Linked DNA regions of Mus musculus: all the other regions are linked to region 2. Evidence: chromatin contacts called from public Hi-C, HiCAR-type and HiChIP or PLAC-seq data. All regions are on one chromosome and are shown on one strand. The core of a region is the stretch at or near the end of the contact, and the rest is flanking DNA. Distances in the headings are between cores, read along the strand shown. Region 1 overlaps Bach2 (BTB and CNC homology, basic leucine zipper transcription factor 2). Region 2 has its middle 91 kb from the start of Map3k7. Region 3 has its middle 82 kb from the start of Bach2. Region 4 overlaps Bach2 (BTB and CNC homology, basic leucine zipper transcription factor 2).

The links. Hi-C and Micro-C count contacts between places; a contact is called where the count stands out from the background. HiCAR-type assays count read pairs that join an accessible place to other places. HiChIP or PLAC-seq counts read pairs in DNA pulled down with a chosen protein or histone mark.
Region 1: a contact with region 2 is called in an H3K27ac HiChIP or PLAC-seq map of oligodendrocyte precursor cells, with 6 times the contacts expected there. The contact joins two enhancer-like sites. A contact is called at or near these places in 1 of 15 datasets of contacts at CTCF or cohesin (large pre-B cells), 1 of 484 Hi-C or Micro-C datasets (bone marrow-derived macrophages) and 19 of 115 datasets of contacts at active chromatin or transcription factors (the 230-238 cell line, astrocytes, bone marrow-derived macrophages and 14 more).
Region 3: a contact with region 2 is called in a HiCAR-type map of Th17 cells, with 4 times the contacts expected there. The contact joins two enhancer-like sites. A contact is called at or near these places in 1 of 15 datasets of contacts at CTCF or cohesin (large pre-B cells), 6 of 484 Hi-C or Micro-C datasets (CD4 T cells, the G1E-ER4 cell line, Sertoli cells and 2 more) and 9 of 115 datasets of contacts at active chromatin or transcription factors (Th17 cells, effector CD8 T cells, embryonic limb bud and 6 more).
Region 4: a contact with region 2 is called in a Hi-C map of embryonic fibroblasts, with 3 times the contacts expected there. The contact joins two enhancer-like sites. A contact is called at or near these places in 2 of 15 datasets of contacts at CTCF or cohesin (large pre-B cells and pro-B cells), 5 of 484 Hi-C or Micro-C datasets (CD8 T cells, bone marrow-derived macrophages, cortical neurons and 2 more) and 7 of 115 datasets of contacts at active chromatin or transcription factors (differentiating embryonic stem cells, embryonic basal ganglia, embryonic forebrain and 4 more).

What each region holds. Positions count from the first base shown.
Region 1 is chr4:32,505,786-32,508,485 of GRCm38.p6, forward strand. All of the region lies in intron 2 of Bach2 (BTB and CNC homology, basic leucine zipper transcription factor 2), which reads left to right. Among named protein-coding and RNA genes, the nearest start is that of Bach2os, 65 kb to the right of the region's middle. Within about 2 kb of position 1,431, at least 46 of the 459 cell types and tissues checked have an H3K27ac peak or open chromatin away from gene starts, as enhancers often do. A contact at or near this core is called in forebrain and oligodendrocyte precursor cells, where this site is marked.
Region 2 is chr4:32,053,985-32,056,684 of GRCm38.p6, forward strand. No RefSeq gene overlaps it. Among named protein-coding and RNA genes, the nearest start is that of Map3k7, 91 kb to the left of the region's middle. Within about 2 kb of position 1,332, at least 122 of the 459 cell types and tissues checked have an H3K27ac peak or open chromatin away from gene starts, as enhancers often do. A contact at or near this core is called in Th1 cells, Th17 cells, embryonic fibroblasts and 3 more, where this site is marked.
Region 3 is chr4:32,334,474-32,337,173 of GRCm38.p6, forward strand. It overlaps a transcript of Bach2 not described here. Among named protein-coding and RNA genes, the nearest start is that of Bach2, 82 kb to the right of the region's middle. Within about 2 kb of position 1,393, at least 46 of the 459 cell types and tissues checked have an H3K27ac peak or open chromatin away from gene starts, as enhancers often do. A contact at or near this core is called in Th1 cells, Th17 cells and memory CD8 T cells, where this site is marked.
Region 4 is chr4:32,464,816-32,467,515 of GRCm38.p6, forward strand. The region is part of intron 1 of Bach2 (BTB and CNC homology, basic leucine zipper transcription factor 2); the gene reads left to right. Among named protein-coding and RNA genes, the nearest start is that of Bach2, 49 kb to the left of the region's middle. Within about 2 kb of position 1,371, at least 38 of the 459 cell types and tissues checked have an H3K27ac peak or open chromatin away from gene starts, as enhancers often do. A contact at or near this core is called in embryonic fibroblasts, where this site is marked.

The DNA of each region.
Region 1 (2,700 bases), core at 181-2,680, 450 kb after region 2:
ATAAATCTTTGGGCTGGAGTGAGTGGGACCGACCAGAACAAGCAGAGGTCTTAAAATTCAATTCCCAGCAACCACGTGATGACTCACAACCATCTGTACAGCTACGGTATACTCGTATACATAAAATAATAAATAAATCTTTTTTTAAAATGCTAAAGCACAGGGTGCCTTCTGCCTTCAGCCTTCGTGAGCCTGTAGAGGAAGAGGATGTTTTGTGGGACACAGTAAGAAAGGCAAAGCACCCACCCCTGAGCACAGAGCCAGCCCTTCCAGCTCCCCTGTTCACCAGCACTCACCTGAAAAAACATAAAGGGGAGCCATTGGACAGAGCACAGTCTGGACCTCTGTGTGTGAAGGCTCAAGCAGTCAACCTCCTTGGACTATTTCCTCAAACATTTACCCATTCATTAAACAAACATTCATCCAGGCCCTACCATGCACCAGGAAGGACCATTCTAGGATCTGGGTGATTGTCACTTATAATCCAGTAGGTAGGAAACTGCAGGGAAAGTGAAAGAGAGGAGAGAGCCATGGAATGTCCCGTCACGGATACTGAGATCTTAAACAGGAAAGTCAAGAAAGGCCTGTGGCAAGGGTGACTTCAGATGACACATAGGCAGAAGGTGAAGGATCAGCCATGTTGGCAGCTGGAAAGTCAGTGGGTGAGCGAGGAAGTGGGGCAGAGGAGTAACAGAGAAGGGTCCAGTGACTGCAAGTCCCAAATGCCTGACACGGTACCAAAGGAAGGGTGGCATGGAGCCACATTCATTCTGTCAGAGAGGTGATAAAGCCAGACTGTGACCCTACTAAACACTTGGCCTTTGCACAGAATAAACAGAGAAGCCACTGAAGAGTTTCACAAGAGGTTATTCTGATGTCTGTGTCGTGTACATGTACATAGATGAAGGCCCAAGGGAGCACCAGAGTAGAGATAGACCCTGGTGTAGTTAAGACATAGCATGAGGATCCTGGCAGTGGTACAGACGTACGTGAGTGCCAGATTCTCCAAAAACAGTAAAAGAATAGTGTTACCATTAGCTGAGATCAGTTGAGTGAGTAAGATTGTAGGTGAGGAGGGTTGGTCAGGACTGGGGAGTCCTGTGTGTGTATGTATGAAGTTTGAGGTGCCTGTTGGCATCCAAGTAGAAGCGTTTATTGTCAGGTTTTATATGCCCATTAAATCCATGGGCAAAATCTAACCCAGAGTTAGGAATTGGAACATGGGAGGATTGAAGGCCATTCAACAAGTAGATGTGGATGCTGCCTGTGACTTCATTGAGCACTTGGCAGGCAGATGCAGTTGAAGCGGAAAACAGACCCACCTGTGTTCCACAGGAAAGAATGCCTCGTTTCAGCTGACTGTAAGGCTGCACTAATTAAAGCAAGCAGAGAACTGGGCCAGGAGCTGGAGGGAAATAGCTTATCTGTCAGATAGGGAAAGACTCCAGCACGCTTGCACACCATGGCCAACAATGCCAAAGTTTGCCACACCCACTTTCCCTTCCCTTCCTGGACACACAAAGAAAAGCTACACTCATAACCAAGTAGGCCGTGTGGCTGAGTGCAGCCAGTGGCGTGATGATGGACTAATTTGTCACTTCTACTCTGAGGCTGCTAAAAGTAGGTCCGGATCCTTTTTCCCATCAATGAAGGTGTCCAAGAACTTAGAGAAGCTGAAGCCTGAATCCCTGAGTCACGTTGGAGGACAACCATCTGGCTCAAAACACTACTTTTATTTTTACAATTTCATATGTATATACCATGTATTCTAATCATATTCAGCCTCCATGAGCCTCTTCTCATCCCTCTTCTTTGCCCCTCTGAGCATAAGATGCTACCCACTCCACCCCACCAGCAATCATTAACAGTCATTGTCCCCTCAGGAAGAGCAGGGCCTCATGAAACCCCTCATGAGGAAGGGTTGGAGGACCCACCCTTGTGCGGATCTCCATCGGCCGTGTCGTACCTGGACGGCAAAGATGCTCCCTCATCACCTGACACTTATATTCTTTCTGCTCCCTCTTCTCCTGTATTCCTTGAGCCTTGAGGGGTTGGGTTAGGTGTCCCAGGTAAAGCTATGCACTCATTCGTCACTCACACCCAGCACTGTGACCAGATGCAAGGACTGTATTCGTAGGTGCCTTCTGCAAACAGGAACCTCTCTATTTCATCAGATCACATTCTGACAGGAGTGCTGAGCCGTTCAAACGGAGTGAGGTAGAGCAGACCTGCAAGATCACTTGAACCCAGCTAGGCAATAGTAAGGCCTCCATCTCAAAAAGAAAAGGAAGAAAAAAAGAAAAAAAAAATCTTTGATTTGTAACTACAGTAGAGCTAAGCAACCCCAATATTCAAGCTAATGGAAAATTTCCAGAAGAAGAAACATTGATTGATTATGCAGGAAACAAAACGGATGTCCCTGGGTACCCAGGAGAGGATGGAATCTACTGACCAAGGAGCAGACTCAGCTCTGCCAAGTATAGCCTTCTCTGAGTGGTGGGGCAGACCTGCATGATTGCTCTGTGAGTCTAACCCTGTGTTACAGGTTTCTGGTCCTTGACATTTCCTAGGTTCATGCTGGAGTGAGAGAAAACTAGTGTGGCTGGCCAGGAATTGAGGGGAGATGCTTGGGCTGGGAAGCAGGAAAAGATCTTGGAAATGGGAGGCAAAGCCTATCAGGAAAGGAGCTGCAGAAAAGGC
Region 2 (2,700 bases), core at 82-2,581:
AATCAAGTGAAGGATTTTTTTCTTTAATTCATTTTTTTTACAGTCCATGTTTTATTCACCCTTCATCCCCCCTCCGACTGTTTCATATCCCACACCTCCTCCCCACTCCCATGTCTCCACATGAATGTCCCCATCCCCCACCCCACCTGACGTCTAAACTACAGTCTCTTGATGGTTAGGTGCATCATCTCTGAATGAACACAGACCCGGAAGTCCTCTGCTGTATGTGTGTTGAGGGCCTCATATTAGTAGGTGTATGCTGCCTGGCTGGTGGTTCAGTATCTGAGAGATCTCAGGGGTCCAGATTAATTGAGACTGCTAGTCTTCTTACAGGATCACCATTCTCCTACGCTTCTTTCAGCCTTCCCTAATTCAACAACAGGGGTCAGCAGCAACCCATTGGTTGGGTGCAAATATCTGCATCTGACTCTTTCAGCTGCTTGCTGGGTCTTTCAGAGGGCAGTCATGATAGGTCCCTTTTTATGAGCGCTCCACAGCCTCAGTAATAGTGTCAGGCCTTGGGATCTCCCCTTGAGCTGGATCCCACTTTGGGCCTGTCACTGGACCTTCTTTTCCTCAGGCTCCTCTCCATTTCCATCCCTGTAATTCTTTCAGACAGGAACAATTATGGGTCAGAGATGTGACTGTGGAATGGCAACCCCATCTTTCACTTGATGTCCTGTCTTCCTGCTGGAGGGGGGGCTCTATAAGTTTCCTCTCCCTACTGTCAGGCATTTCATCTAAGGTCCCTCCCTTTGAGTGCTGGGAGTCTCTCACTTCCCAGGTCTCTGGTATATTCTGGGGGGTCCCCCTAACCTCCTATTTCCTGAGGTTGCCTGTTTCCATTCTTTCTGCTAGCCCTCAGGACTCAAATGAGGGATTTTTAAACGTGATAGCAGGAGTTAAAAGGGAAGCAAGGGACATGCATTTACAAGTAAGTCAGAGACCAGAGGGCTGAGGACACAAAGATGTTACCTGGAGATAGTGAGTGGCCTCCTTCACGCTAGGCCAGCACGGAGCTACTGAGGCAACGCCGTTGCTTCTGCGGATTCCCGTGCTCCAAGAGAAACGGGGCTTTTTCCCTTCCCCAAAGACACTCTGCCAACTAGACCCCAACTGGACCGCCGGATGCGTAAACTGCCCCTGTTCTATGATTCTCATACAAATTTGTCAGTGATTTGCAGACACTATGAAGCAAAATTAGAGAATAATCATTAAAAGCTTCCGACAATATGCCTATCCATAAATTCTTCAAGAGGAAGATGAACCACCTTCACATAGCACGGCCCGGGACCTTACCGGCTCCAGCCATGCCTTCTCTAGCCACTAGATGGCAGTACAAGCACAGACTTTCAAAGGCCCTTTATTGACAGGGTAGCGACAGCCAGCGCTACTAATGAGGCTGGCTTTGTTTTTGTTTCTTTTTTGTCTTCCATAACTTCGGGTTTCTGGTGTCTGATTCGATGTTTTGGGCCACTTGGACTTTCCACTGCACTTCCAGCCCCTTCCAGAGGCTTCATCGTTTTGCTGGGGAGATAACACCGTGGAGCCTTCTGGGAAATTGACTATAGGGATTTGAGAAAAAAGCTTGACTTCCGGCACCCTGGATCAGTGGGTTCATTCTACGAGCTCCATCCAGGTCACCAGCATCCAAATCACTTCCCTGTCGGGACCAGATGTTCAAAGGAAAATCCCGATTCAGAAGTAGGGAATTTCCTAGAAGCGATTTTTAAAATGTATGTTTTTGTGTGTATGTACATCACATGTGTGTGCGTGACCATGGATAGCAAAAGAGGTTGCTAGCGTTTCTGGAACTGAAGATACAGGAGGTTTTGAGCAGCAAGGCACGAGTGCTGGGAACTAAATTAGAATCTCTCGGAAAAATGGGATTCCCCGGAAGAATAGCAAGCATTCTTCAGCAATGAGCCATTTCTCTCTCTCTCTAGGAGCAAAAATTTCCCCCAACTGGATCCTAAGAACCTTGTTCCAGAGGAGAACATCTCTGAGGGTAATTGAGCAAGCTACTCTGGGAACGTATGCCCCAAGCAGAGTTATAATTATTAGTATTATAAGTATTAGTACGTACTACATAAACAGTAAGTGCTGTGCCGAACTCTCTATGAAGATTACCTCATTCACTCAATAACAACTAGCGCTTGTTCCAAGCACTTGAATTTTAAACCGAGTCTGCCTGAGTGAAAACTGTTGTTGTCTCAATGCATACATATATAAAACACAGGACCCTGTGACAGAATCCTGTCCCTTGTGCCTACCGATCCTAAGTTCTAGTTCAGAATGCTTTGATGAAGTCCAAATGCAGGTATGCCTAGCCACGTCCACCAAACAGGAGTCTTCTATAAGTTCCAGTCCAGGGGACACTGGGTCAGATGGGGCCAGCCTGAAGACCAAGGAATTCAGTAATGGTTGGGCTCTGATCCCAAGTGAAGGTGTGTGTGTGCTCAGGGTGGGGTTGGGGTGGGGGTGGACGGGGTACTGTGCTCCAGATAAAGAGAAAGGGCTGGGAAAATCTGATCTCTGCACTCAGTTCTGACAACTCTGGTTCTCATCAGGGGAGTGGCCCTCCTCCTCAGTGCCTCTGGGTTGAGCCCTGCTTGCTTAGATCCTAGAATCCTTTGGAAGCTCAGATAGCATAAGCCTGCTGACGTTAGTCCCACTCGTGGAAATGTAGCCCAGAACTGC
Region 3 (2,700 bases), core at 143-2,642, 280 kb after region 2:
AGAGAGAGAGAGAGAGAGAGAGAGAGAGATCCCCCCTCACCTCACTTTCGAAAGTTTCTGTAGACCAGGCTAGCCTTGAAGGCGCAGAGATAAGCCTGTCTCTGCCTCCTGAGTGTTGGGATTAAAGGTCTGCCCCACCATGTCTGCTCATTACTAACTTTTTAGAGTTAAAAAAAACTCTAAAAATATTACTAACAATATTCTTAGATTCTGCTTATTAGAATAAGTTTATAAATCACCAGGGTCTGTTTTGATTGTACTTAAGTATACAATATGGCGAGTCTTTTTTTTTTACCATGTGTATTTACATATGTACTTGTAATAGACACAAATGAATCAATGCCTAGGTACCAATTCCTTAACACCCTCAAAATTTGAATCACAGGGAAACGTACAGGAAATGTCATCTGAAACTGAAACTATCATGTTAACATAAAATGGCTGAAATAGCTATGTATAAAAATCCCAGAAGTTAGGGACCCATTCTTAGATAAACCCGTGTGTAGAGAAATAAAAGCACAGGTAGATAACACGACATTTTAGATGTTGATAATGTCAGATACAATCAGTTGGCTTCTGGTGTGTGTGACAGCCCTCAAAAGGAGCTGGGGGCAGGTACTGTAAATTTTTAGGTTGTCCCTGATGATTGCAGACCGACTGTCATATGCGTTGCCAATATATCATTAGTTGTATATCATTAGGCTTAATGATGATAACCTATGACCTCTGGCCTTCATGGTCAGCATCTTCTGAGCTGATGTTGTCTAGACCACTGACATCAGCCAGGAGCCTCCTTGCACCTCCCAGCAAATCCTCTACCTCCACCCCAGTTTACAGCACCCCAAAGTTTGCTGCCAGAATTAAGTGTAATGTTGCCCAGATAGACCCTGAACCAACTGTAGTAAGTAGGTGTTCAGTAAATGGCTTAATTTACAGAAGACAATTGAGGACAGCGTTCTGTCCCTCTGGGAGAGTATATTTCTTAGTACAAATTGGTCGGCAACAGTTTAACTTTACCTGTCAGTCTGGCATCTATGAGTTTGGTCAAAATGACCCCTATCTGTATGAACTCATATGAATGACTCTATGTGTGTGAGGCTGAACTCCCAGGTTGGGGTTGTCCTGCCTCCCGCAGAACAGCCTGCTGGGAGCCCTCGGCCAGTTTTGCTGTTTTCTTCCAGCTGCTCTCAGCCCTTGTTATACTTTGGGTGAAAATGTTTTATTTCCTTTTTTGACCAAATAACAGAGAACAGGGGTGTGTGCGGGTGTGTGCGCATGTGTGTGCAGGTTCACGCGTGTGCCACGGCGCCATGGCAAACAGGATAGACCGGAACCCCACTCATGTATCCCTCAGATGCTGTTGACCCGATCTATTTTCACTGTGACAGATTCTTCCTGTCAGAACAGAAGGTGCTTTCCACAGACAGACTCTATTGTCGGTACATTTGCCTCTTAAGTTTCTCTGTGTCTCTCAGGTGGCCACACCCAAGCCTTCAGACGGCGGTGCTCACCACGGACTTGAGCTGTTATTTAAGGGGACCTTAGCTCTCCTCCAATTGTGTTTTTTTTTCCCTCCAGAAGGATTAATGATTTTTGTTTGTTTGTTTGTTTACAGGACCATGTTCTTAATGTAGAGGAAGGCCAGCTATATGTATGAAACAGACTCAAGTTAAAAACAATGTAATTGTACCTATTGCTTTGATTTCACACTTAGTAACCACGCCCACCCCATGCCCCTTCAGTCAGCTGGTCCTTAACGGGGACAGTGTGTATCTGAGAACTCCATCCCAGCTCTAACACCAAAGTCTCTAGACGTTCCCTTAACCCAGCCTCCCTAAAGTACTAATAGAGACACCGTGTACATTGAGCACTTAACCCTTGAACCTTGTAAGTGAGAGCACTTGATAAGGTCGCCACTGCAGCAGGTATTAGCCACTGCCGTAGGAATGGACAGAGAACTTGGCTAGGTCATGACTCTAAAAATCTAGCTTCTATGTTTCATAATGAGCAAACTGGGACTGCACATTTGCCCTCCTGCCTGTTTTGTGACACCTTACAAGGGACTATTAATTTCTGTCATTCTTGCTATCTCTTAAGTTTCTAGTAAGAACACTGCCTCTAAATAGTAATTTCTAACCTTTTATGAGCATTATGGTAAAATCAAGCAAAAGCTGCAAAGTATATTTGAGAGTAAGTTCAGAAGTTAGAGTAGATGTTCTCTCGGAGGATCACTAAGACTTGGAGCACCTGGAGAAGGCTGCAGACGGAAGCCCTGGATGGTTATAGCTCCAGAGCTACATGTATGCTGGAGCTGAGCTCAGTTTGTGTCTACTTTACTTTCTATTCTAGGGGCTGGGGCAGCCAGGAGTGCAGTGATAAATAAAGCTGTTAGCTAATGTGTCAGCACGGAGGTGGGTGGGGTAGCCCTCTTCCTTTCTGCTTTAAATACAGCAGGGGAGCAATTTCTCAGGATATTTTTTTGCCAAAAAGAAAAAGAAAAGAAAAGCCATTACTATAGTGTTATTTTAAGGGTGGAGGGAAAGCTGCGTCACACAGGAATTTTCAAAGTTGGTTACCGGAGTGACAAAGAACCGAGTGTATTGATGAAGTTGTCATAATGTAATGTCCTGTCTGCAGTTTTTAAATTGAGCCCAACAGTACACAGAATCTTCAGTCTTTGCTTTCAGGAAGTTTATACTG
Region 4 (2,700 bases), core at 121-2,620, 410 kb after region 2:
CTCTAGAATTAACCCTGTCCCCTGGTCCTTTTGATCCCTTCCTAGGGCCATCCATGGGATGTTGAGTCTGAGCACACCTCCTCTCACTCCCAAACCCGAGCCTCTCCCTGGGGTTTCCCGTTCACCAAAGCCACCCCGGGCCATCTGGTCACTTACTTGGAACTTCTCAGAGCCATCATTAACTCTATTCCTTTACTTCCTCCACCTACTCATTAGCACATCTTACCAGTCGCACTTTCTAAGCACTTGTGGAACCCGGCCACTTTGCCATCTTTTTTGCTGTTTCCTCCCTCTTCTGATCCATCAGCTAGACCGTTTGCTAATACTACCCAGGAGCTTCCACCATGCCTCCCTGCCAGCCCATTCCACTTAAACATCAAAGTGATCATTTTGAAGCATAAATGAAATCCTATACAACTCACCCACTATTGTTATACATAGACTTCAGACTACTCGCAAACCTCCACGTACCCTGCCAGCGCTTCACCTTTGTAACCCTCTCTGTCCATGACCTCCAGCCACTCTGGAAGGTTAGCATAGTGTCAAGCCTGCTCATTCTATAAAGTTGTTGAACAAGCCACTTATTTTGCTCTCTGAAATCTACATGGTCTGCTCACTCGAGTCACACAGAATCTGCTCAAGGGACTTACTGTGACCAAGATGCCAAATGCAAGACCCCATCCCGAGTTCATCCACTCTCTTGTCATGCCTACACTTTTCTCTCTATCACATTCTGCTGGGAAACTGTCTGTATATTGATGTTTCTCCTGAGGGTAAGTGCTCCCTGAGACATGTTCCCTCGCTTTGTTCCTGCTGCATGCCCAGGTACCTAGAGGAAAGTATGACATAAGACATGGAATGTTGGAGACAGCCAGTATTCACTGAATGCCCATCTTTGTTGTAGGTGTTCTGATACAGTAAAAGAAACCAGAAGGAAAATGGGATTCTGCCCTAGGGAACTCACCCCTTGGGTGGCAGAGACAGACAAGTACGCATCTCTGTGGTTCTGTGGCTGGGTAGTGTAGCTCCAGCTTGAAACCCCCAACTGTGCCCGCAGGAATCGGAAAGGTAGCCAGAAAGAGCTGACATTTGAGATTATTCCTGACAGATGAGCAAGTGTTTTCAAGGTAGAGGAGAGTGGGAAGGACACTTCAGGTGTGGAAGTGGCAGGTGCAGCAGCGTGGCACTGGGATAGATAACATTCAATGGACCGCGAATGTGACCAGCTTATGAGAGAGCTCAAAGATGTGAGTGCTTGAGTCAGCTACCAGAAAGCAACAACTTAGTTTATTCTTGGCGCTGAACGTGCTCCTTGGAATTTTCCCTTTTAGTAAGCAGTGCCCGTTCAGATGATTACTCATGCCGCAGTTCTCAGAGTCATCCTTGTATTTTCATTCTCTTACACTCCACGTCTAGTCTGCCAGCTACACACCATCAGCCCTGCCTTCCAAATAGGTGCCACGCCCAGCCTCTGCTCGCCAAGCTTATATGAATGTCTGACCCCAAGCTGCACCGTAGCTAACACTTCCAGGCAAGCCTCCCTGCTTCTCTTATGACCTTCATGGCCCCATTCCAGTCAAAAGCCAGCACTGTCATTGTCAACTGCTCTTAACTTAAAACTGGAGGAGCAACGGGCATGGATCAACTACGTGGGTGCCTAGAAAAGAGTCTGTGTGTGTGTTGGGGGTGCACTTGAGAGAGAGACAAAAAGAGAGACTCTGCATATCAAAGTCTGTGTCTTGTATATCTATATGTCTTCTTCCTTCCCCTCCCCTCCTTCCATTTCTTCTCCTTCTCCTCCCCCTCCTCTTCAACCCTCTCCCACACCACCATTCTCCTCCTCACCTTCCTCCTCTTCACCTTCTCACCCTTACCATACTTCTCATCTTCCTCCTCCCCCTCCACCTCTTCCTCCCCCTCCCCCTTCCCCTTCTTCTCCCCCCTTTCCTCCTTACCATCCTCCCTCTCACCCTCCTCCTCCTGGCTCTCCTACTCCTCCTCACCGTCCTCCTCTTCACACTCCTTCCCCCTCCCCTCCCCTCACCCTCCTCCTCACCCTCCTCCTCCTCCTGTCTCATCCCCCTTCCCCATCCCCTTTCCTTCCTTCCCCTCCTCCCACTTTCCCTTACTCTCCCCACTGGCCACCATCAGATAGGAATCCTTGTTTCACTTCCAACACGTGTCCACTGGCCGTGATGTCACACCTCACACAGAGACAATGGAGCTAAGTGATTGTAGACTGAATCTCTTGAAAATGTCAGCCAAAATATATCTTCCCTCCTTTGGGTTGTTTTATCTTAAGTATTTTCTTCACAGTGACAGAGATACAACTAATATTATAAATGCAAAGAGCATGTGGTTTTTAAAAAAAAAAATCAAAATAAGCAGAAAAGTTTAGCTTACTTGATCAATAAAAATCAGGGAAGTGCATTTTGATATATAATGTGGTTGCTTAAAAGGAATCATGAAGTCCATTTCACTCAGATTTCTATAAATAAAATTTTAAAACATAATGAAATACATTCTTTTATGAGAATATGTAATTCAGCCCTCTGAAGTTTAAAGAGAAAGTCTATAAGATTGACCACTGTGGGAAAACATGGTTTGTTCTTTTTCTCACCTCCGAGACAAAAAGCCTCATAGAGGCAGCTTACAGGAATAAGAGTTGTGTCAGCTTGTGGCTTCTGAGGACACTGGTCC